Linked DNA regions of Mus musculus: region 1 is linked to region 2. A link is a contact called in public Hi-C data. All regions are on one chromosome and are shown on one strand. Each heading gives the region's core, a stretch centred on a gene start, on an enhancer-like site or on the middle of the called end of the contact. The rest is flanking DNA. Distances are from core to core; before and after follow the strand shown. Region 1 overlaps Bbx (bobby sox HMG box containing). Region 2 overlaps Gm15518 (a long non-coding RNA gene).

The links. A called contact is a pair of places that touch in the nucleus more often than the background predicts.
Region 1: a Hi-C map of Th2 cells shows a contact between it and region 2, with 2.8 times the contacts expected there. The contact joins two enhancer-like sites. A contact is called at or near these places in 1 of 15 datasets of contacts at CTCF or cohesin (pro-B cells), 11 of 484 Hi-C or Micro-C datasets (B cells, the Ba/F3 cell line, the G1E-ER4 cell line and 7 more) and 5 of 115 datasets of contacts at active chromatin or transcription factors (the 230-238 cell line, CD8 T cells, acute myeloid leukemia and 2 more).

What each region holds. Positions count from the first base shown.
Region 1 is chr16:50,297,282-50,300,224 of GRCm38.p6, reverse strand. The region is part of intron 3 of Bbx (bobby sox HMG box containing); the gene reads left to right. Among named protein-coding and RNA genes, the nearest start is that of Bbx, 130 kb to the left of the region's middle. Within about 2 kb of position 1,289, at least 25 of the 459 cell types and tissues checked have an H3K27ac peak or open chromatin away from gene starts, as enhancers often do. A contact at or near this core is called in CD8 T cells, Th2 cells and memory CD8 T cells, where this site is marked.
Region 2 is chr16:49,769,010-49,772,034 of GRCm38.p6, reverse strand. Gm15518 (a long non-coding RNA gene) reads left to right here. Exons shown (of 5, transcript XR_003951928.1): 3 at 1-2,264. Among named protein-coding and RNA genes, the nearest start is that of Gm15518, 5.4 kb to the left of the region's middle. Within about 2 kb of position 1,509, at least 80 of the 459 cell types and tissues checked have an H3K27ac peak or open chromatin away from gene starts, as enhancers often do. A contact at or near this core is called in CD8 T cells, Th2 cells and memory CD8 T cells, where this site is marked.

The DNA of each region.
Region 1 (2,943 bases), core at 40-2,539, 530 kb before region 2:
GATATCAGACCCAGTGGTATTCGCAGGACCTTTTAAAGTTATCATTCCTTAATTTGAACATCACTTGCCCTGATCCATACTGTGTGCTCACAGCTGAGGCGGCTAGTGCTGCTGTGCTGGGAGTCAGAATGCTGAATGCTGACTGTGGATGAGTCTCACATGGGAAACTTGCTTTTGGGATCCTGTTCTTTTGGTGGGGTGTTGTGTATGTGGGGATGCAAGGCCACTTGCATGTATGTGCCTCAAGGACCACTTTAAGTGTAGTTTTTAGGGTGCCAGCTATTTTTCCCCTTTTGGAACAGGGCCTCTCAGAGGCCTGGACCTTGTAAAGTAGCTAAGCTGGCTGGTCATGGTCTCTACATCCCCAGGATAGGGAGGGAGTGCAAGCATCATCACATCTGGCTTGTTTGTTTGTTTGTGTTGTTGTTGCTGTGTTGTTACAAAACAAAGCATGGGTTCTGGAGATCTAACTCAAGTCCTTGCGTTTTCAAGGCAATCACTTTATTGGCTGAGCCATCTTCCCAGTCCCACAAACCCCATTTTATAAGAGCAAATAATACCCCAAGTGAGGCAAAGATTTATAATACATGTGAATCTGTGAGTTCTAAATTGATTAGGTATTTTGGAAAGTAACGCTGGCTATCATGGAAATGTAGTTTAGTGGCTTTCTAATGGCCTCTGCCAAATCAGTAGCAGAGGACACGTTGCAAACTAGAGAATAATGAAGAGCAGGGGAAAAAAAAGAATTTATAAGCTTTTAAAAGCTGCATGCTATGTAACTAACAAGAGGTTGCCAGAGTTGAGAAGCAGGTTTTAAGGAAATAGGAACTGTGTGTGACAGGAGACCGCATCTGTAGAGGTAAGACACTACTTTGTCAGTTTGACAGCTTCTTATTCCTGGCCCACTTACCCTGAGGGTATTTAATCAGCTGCTTCCTGAAAAGAATGCTGGAGGTGGTAATGCGGGGTCAACTTTAAGCTACTTGCAGAGTCTCACTTGAACAATGTAAGCACCGAGACTTCTGTAAATGAAATTGAAGGAAAGGAGAAAGGGGAAATTGAAACTGTTGCCTGTATGACATACCCTTTCCTTTCTTTCCTAACCCTTCTTTTCCTTCATCAGCGGTCGCCAGCATCGGTACTGGAATAATTCAGTTATCTTGCCATGACCCTGTATTTACTTTTCAGTTGCTAGCTCTCATGAACTCTAAGTGATGTCTCCCATACATGATGCCTCCTCATGAGTCTGCGTTTTGACTAAGATTTTGTTACTGTGAAAGTCCCAGAAACCACAGATTGTCAGTACAGAAACTCTCTTTACTGATTACCAGATTGTCAATGTTGGTTTCTGTTCTACCTTCATAACCATAGAGTTTTCTTATTACTGCTATTCGCTGATTTGTAGAACAGGAACTTTGAGAACTAACTGTAAACTGCCCTGAGTAGATCCTTTCTTGTCTGCTTCTCTCATTAGGAGAATAGAATAAAATTGCCCCTTAGGATCTTTTCCTGTATTGATCATCTCATTTCAGAAGCTGAGCGAGAAGAAAAAAACTAAGCCATTCTTTCTGCCATCTTTTATTATCAATAAACCTGGTAATTTTAACTTTAAAAGCAATACTTTAGCCATTTGTGTCTCACTAAATGATACAAATTTAAAATACTCACAGGGTTATAATATAGTGTGAACAAATGTGTCCTTTCTATCTCTCTCTCTCTCACACACACACACACACACACACACAATATATATATATATAATCAACTTTTTCAAATTTTTTCATGTTAGTTCAGTGTCATGAGACTATAATCTCAGAACTCAAGAGGCTGTGACAGGAAGATCACTACTTCAAGGCCAGTTTGAAGGGCATGGAAAGTTTGGGAAATGCCTGAGCTATATATGAGAGCCTGTGTCAAAATATACATTCATACATACATACACACACACACACACACACACATGCACAGAGACATGCACATGCATATACACATATGTGCTAAGTTGAACCTTAACCACCTGTAGACCCAGGCTTAAAAGTCTTTACTGTTGTTTGGGCTATGAATGCAGTCCTAGCGTGCTGCAGCTTAACTTGAAAAACCTCTGAAGTTTCCTACAAGTCTAAATCCAGAAGTGACCATGGCCAACTTTTGCCTTTCTTCAATTTGAGAAGTTGTGGATTCCAATTTTAATATAAGACAGCTATTTTTGTTTTGTTTTTCCTTTATAATGGTGTCAGAGGGATTTGTTGTTTTCTTGTTAGAAATCCAAACAGTGCAAAATTTCTGACTGCCTTTTTTCTTGGTGGCCAATTCTAGCCAGGTCCCGAGAGTCACAGTTACGGGCTGGGAACAAAGACTAAGGCCCTTCATGTCTCCAAGTGAGATGGCTGACACACTTGCATCTTGCTCCTCCCAGAACATGCATTTTCTTCATATCAGCTCATACACGGTATTTGCAGTAGAGGAGAAATTGGAATAGGGTTCCATATAACTATTTGGTAACATACCTTCAAGATGAGCCCTAAATTTTTTTTGAAGTTGGTTTAATAGACTCCTGAATATATGAGAAACACTAAAGTCTTACTAGTAAGAAATTTATTTGATTTTATGCAAACTATATGTAATAATTTTATATAGTATTTTTATTTTTATATATATAAATAATGAAAAATAACCCAACAATATATATATATATTTTTTTTTTAATTTAATTTTATTTTTATTAGGTATTTTCCTCGTTTACATTTTCAATGCTATCCCAAAAGTCCGCCATACCCACCCCCCCAATCCACTACCCACCCACTCCCCCGTTTTGGCCCTGGCGTTCCCCTGTACTGGGGCATATACAGTTTGCAAGTCCAATGGGCCTCTCTTTGCAGTGATGGCCGACTAGGCCATCTTTTGATACATATGCAGCTAGAGTCAAGAGCTCCGGGGTATTGG
Region 2 (3,025 bases), core at 260-2,759:
TGTGTGTGTTTGTGTGTGTGTGTGTGTATGTGTGTGTGTGTGTGTGTGTATGTGTGTGTGTGTTTATGTGTGTGTGTGTGTGTGTGTGTGTGTGTATCTTTCCCACTGGACTGTGAGCTGGTAAAGGAAGCGATTACACCTCATTTGCATTTGGCTCCCTTAATATCTCACACTGCAGCAAAACAAGTGGTTATCTGTCAAATGTTCGTTGACCCACACTACATATGTGTAGTGAACAGGAGCCGCCTGAACCAAGAGGCTTCTTAGAAATACCACAGAAAGTAGTTTTTCTAGGTCACCAGCATCCTCTGCGATACTGAGGGATTGCTGAATGCTTCCCAAGGGCAGAATGAATATGATAGCTTAGATTCATCACAGTAGCTATCCGAAATAAAACACTAAGTCATGAGCTCAAACAGAGGCTAACATTTAATGACTTACAAAGTCCAGAAAGTATGCAAGACAAACAGATCAGTAAAAATAAGAAATATTGAACAAACCTTGGTTATGATTTTTGCTTTTTAGTTTCCACACATAAGGTAGAATCCTTATTTAAATTTATGGTTATGGAAAACCGGCCATTTCCATTTTCAGCACAGTTGGGTCGGGCTATTTCCTGTTATCAATAGGAAGCTGCTGTACAATTAAATGGATCAATGATGCAGTGAGCTAAATTAGCTTTTTTATAGTCAAATAATTGGACTAGCTGTGCATTCTACATTATTTCAGTTGTACAAGCATGATCTTTGAATCTACCTTGTAGCAAGATGCCTGGGCTGCCTTAGCCTATTGATTTGAGAAGCAGTAAAAGGTGATATTTAGAAAGGGCCATGGGATAGTATCAATAAAATGGTTCAGGGGATACACATTTGACACACAGAGTGGCTTTATGTAGACTGATTTTTTTGAAGAATAATTTACAAATCTGGCCTAATTCAACTAGCAATATGATAATAATGTACCTTAACTACGTACCTTAAAATACTGTTGCTTATCTCGATGCAGAACATTAAACTGCTGTTGTCAGCGGCATGTGAGTAAACTGGCTGTTTGTCTAACGGTCTGATCTGTAGTGATTTTTCTATTCCTGTGGTGTAAACACTCACAATGGGCTGGTGGGAAGTTATCAACAGTTACCTAGCTCTCAAAATTTCCGAATATCAAACAACTGACTTCAGAGGTGGTAGGAGCTGACTCTAGAAGCCTACCACAAGCTGATGCCCACACTGGCAGGAGATTCACAACCATGCACGTCTAGCACTAGGAGGTTTTAGAATATCCCAGCACTACCGGTGGCTGTATGAACAACTTTGTACTTTTACTAGCACATTGGGATTCATGGGTAGCATACCCTGCAGAAGATTTTACAGAAGGTAAAAGAAAAGCGACTGGACAGGAGGGAAAATATAACTCTATCACCTTACCGGAGAAAACCCAGGATGAACGGTGACTCAAAAGCCACACAGGAAATTCTTAGCCGAGAAATTGTGACATAGGAAGAAATAAGTCTGACCTTTGGCTGTAACGGTTGGCACAGAGTTTCCAAATAGTTTGCAGTTTCCTAGAACTTTGAGGTTTTCATGGCTACATGATGAAATCCCTCAAAAAAAAAAAAGAAAGAAAGAAAAGAAGAGAAGAGAAAAGAAAAGGAAAAGAAAAGAAAAGAAAAGAAAAGAAAAGAAGAAAACCCTAAATGAAGGGGTGCTGAGGTTTTCAGGTGGGGGTTAGCCATGAGGACAACCAGGGCTTCCCACCCTCTCTGATGTTCTATCTGGTGAACTTCACAGTTTGGGTAACAGAGTGACAGTCTGGATAACTGACAAACAATAGAAGGTTCCTTGGCTCATGGCTCTGACAGAGAAGACCAAGAGCATTCATTGTTCTGACCAGGGCCTTTATGCTGAGTCACAACTCGTCAGAAGGGCAAGGGGACATGTGCAAGATGGAAGAAACTGGCTGTTGGTGTGGACAACTCCACATATTTGGTGCCAGGAATATTGTGAATATATTCTTACTAACACACCTGGAACTGGGATCTGGTTGGCTGGACTTGTGGGCCAGGGTTCTTCCATGCACAAGCCTTTGAGAGGAGCTAGAGAAGGTCACCCAGGGGCATGTGTGGAAACAGGATGCATGGTCTTGATAAGGGGTGTGGTGGACACCGGGTGAGTAGGAGGAGCTGTGGACCTGAAATTCTTCTAGGAAGGCCTAGCTGGGAGAACTTCTTCACAACAGTGAAGATGGTGACAAACGGTTTTCTAAAGGTGGTTCTTTTCATTTCTCTTGAGTTTCTTTTAACATTGTGTATTAATTTAATCTATGGTACTTATTAGATGGGGCCTTAGCATTTCATAAGCTACTCGAGAAGAAAAATGAGTTTAAGTTCTCTTTAAAGAAATCTCTTCACGCCGGGTGTGGTGGTGCCCGCCTTTAATCCCAGCACTTGGGAGGCAGAGGTAGGCGAGTTTCTGAGTTCTAGGCCAGCCTGGTCTACAGAGTGAGTTCCAGGACAGCCATGGCTACACAGAGAAACCCTGTCTTAAAAAAATCCAAAAAACAAACAAACAAAACAAATCTCTTCACACTGAAATGTTTTGCTTACTTGTACATGGGGGGGCGAGGGGGAGATCTTCAGATGGGTGATTCTGTAGATAACTGAATATCAACATTAGCATTTTTAAATCCCTGATAACCCTCCCACAATTAAAACATAATAAAACAAAACACCCATGTCTATGGGGTAAAACTCGAGAAGGGGACTTAGTGCTTAGGCATTTAAAATTTTTATTAATCTTCAAGAATTTCATACAATGTATTTTTATCAAAATCACTCCTCCTACCTCTCTTTAGATCCAGCCTCCTTACCCTATCAATTTATTTTCTTTTTCAATCCATTGAGCCTGAAGCCCAAACTTTTTGGTGTGTGGCTATCTGGAACATGGTAGACCTATGTTTCTCAAGGGTCATGTCTTTGAAGAAAACCGATTTTCTCCCTCTGTCTTAGTTACTTTTCTATTTCTGTGAA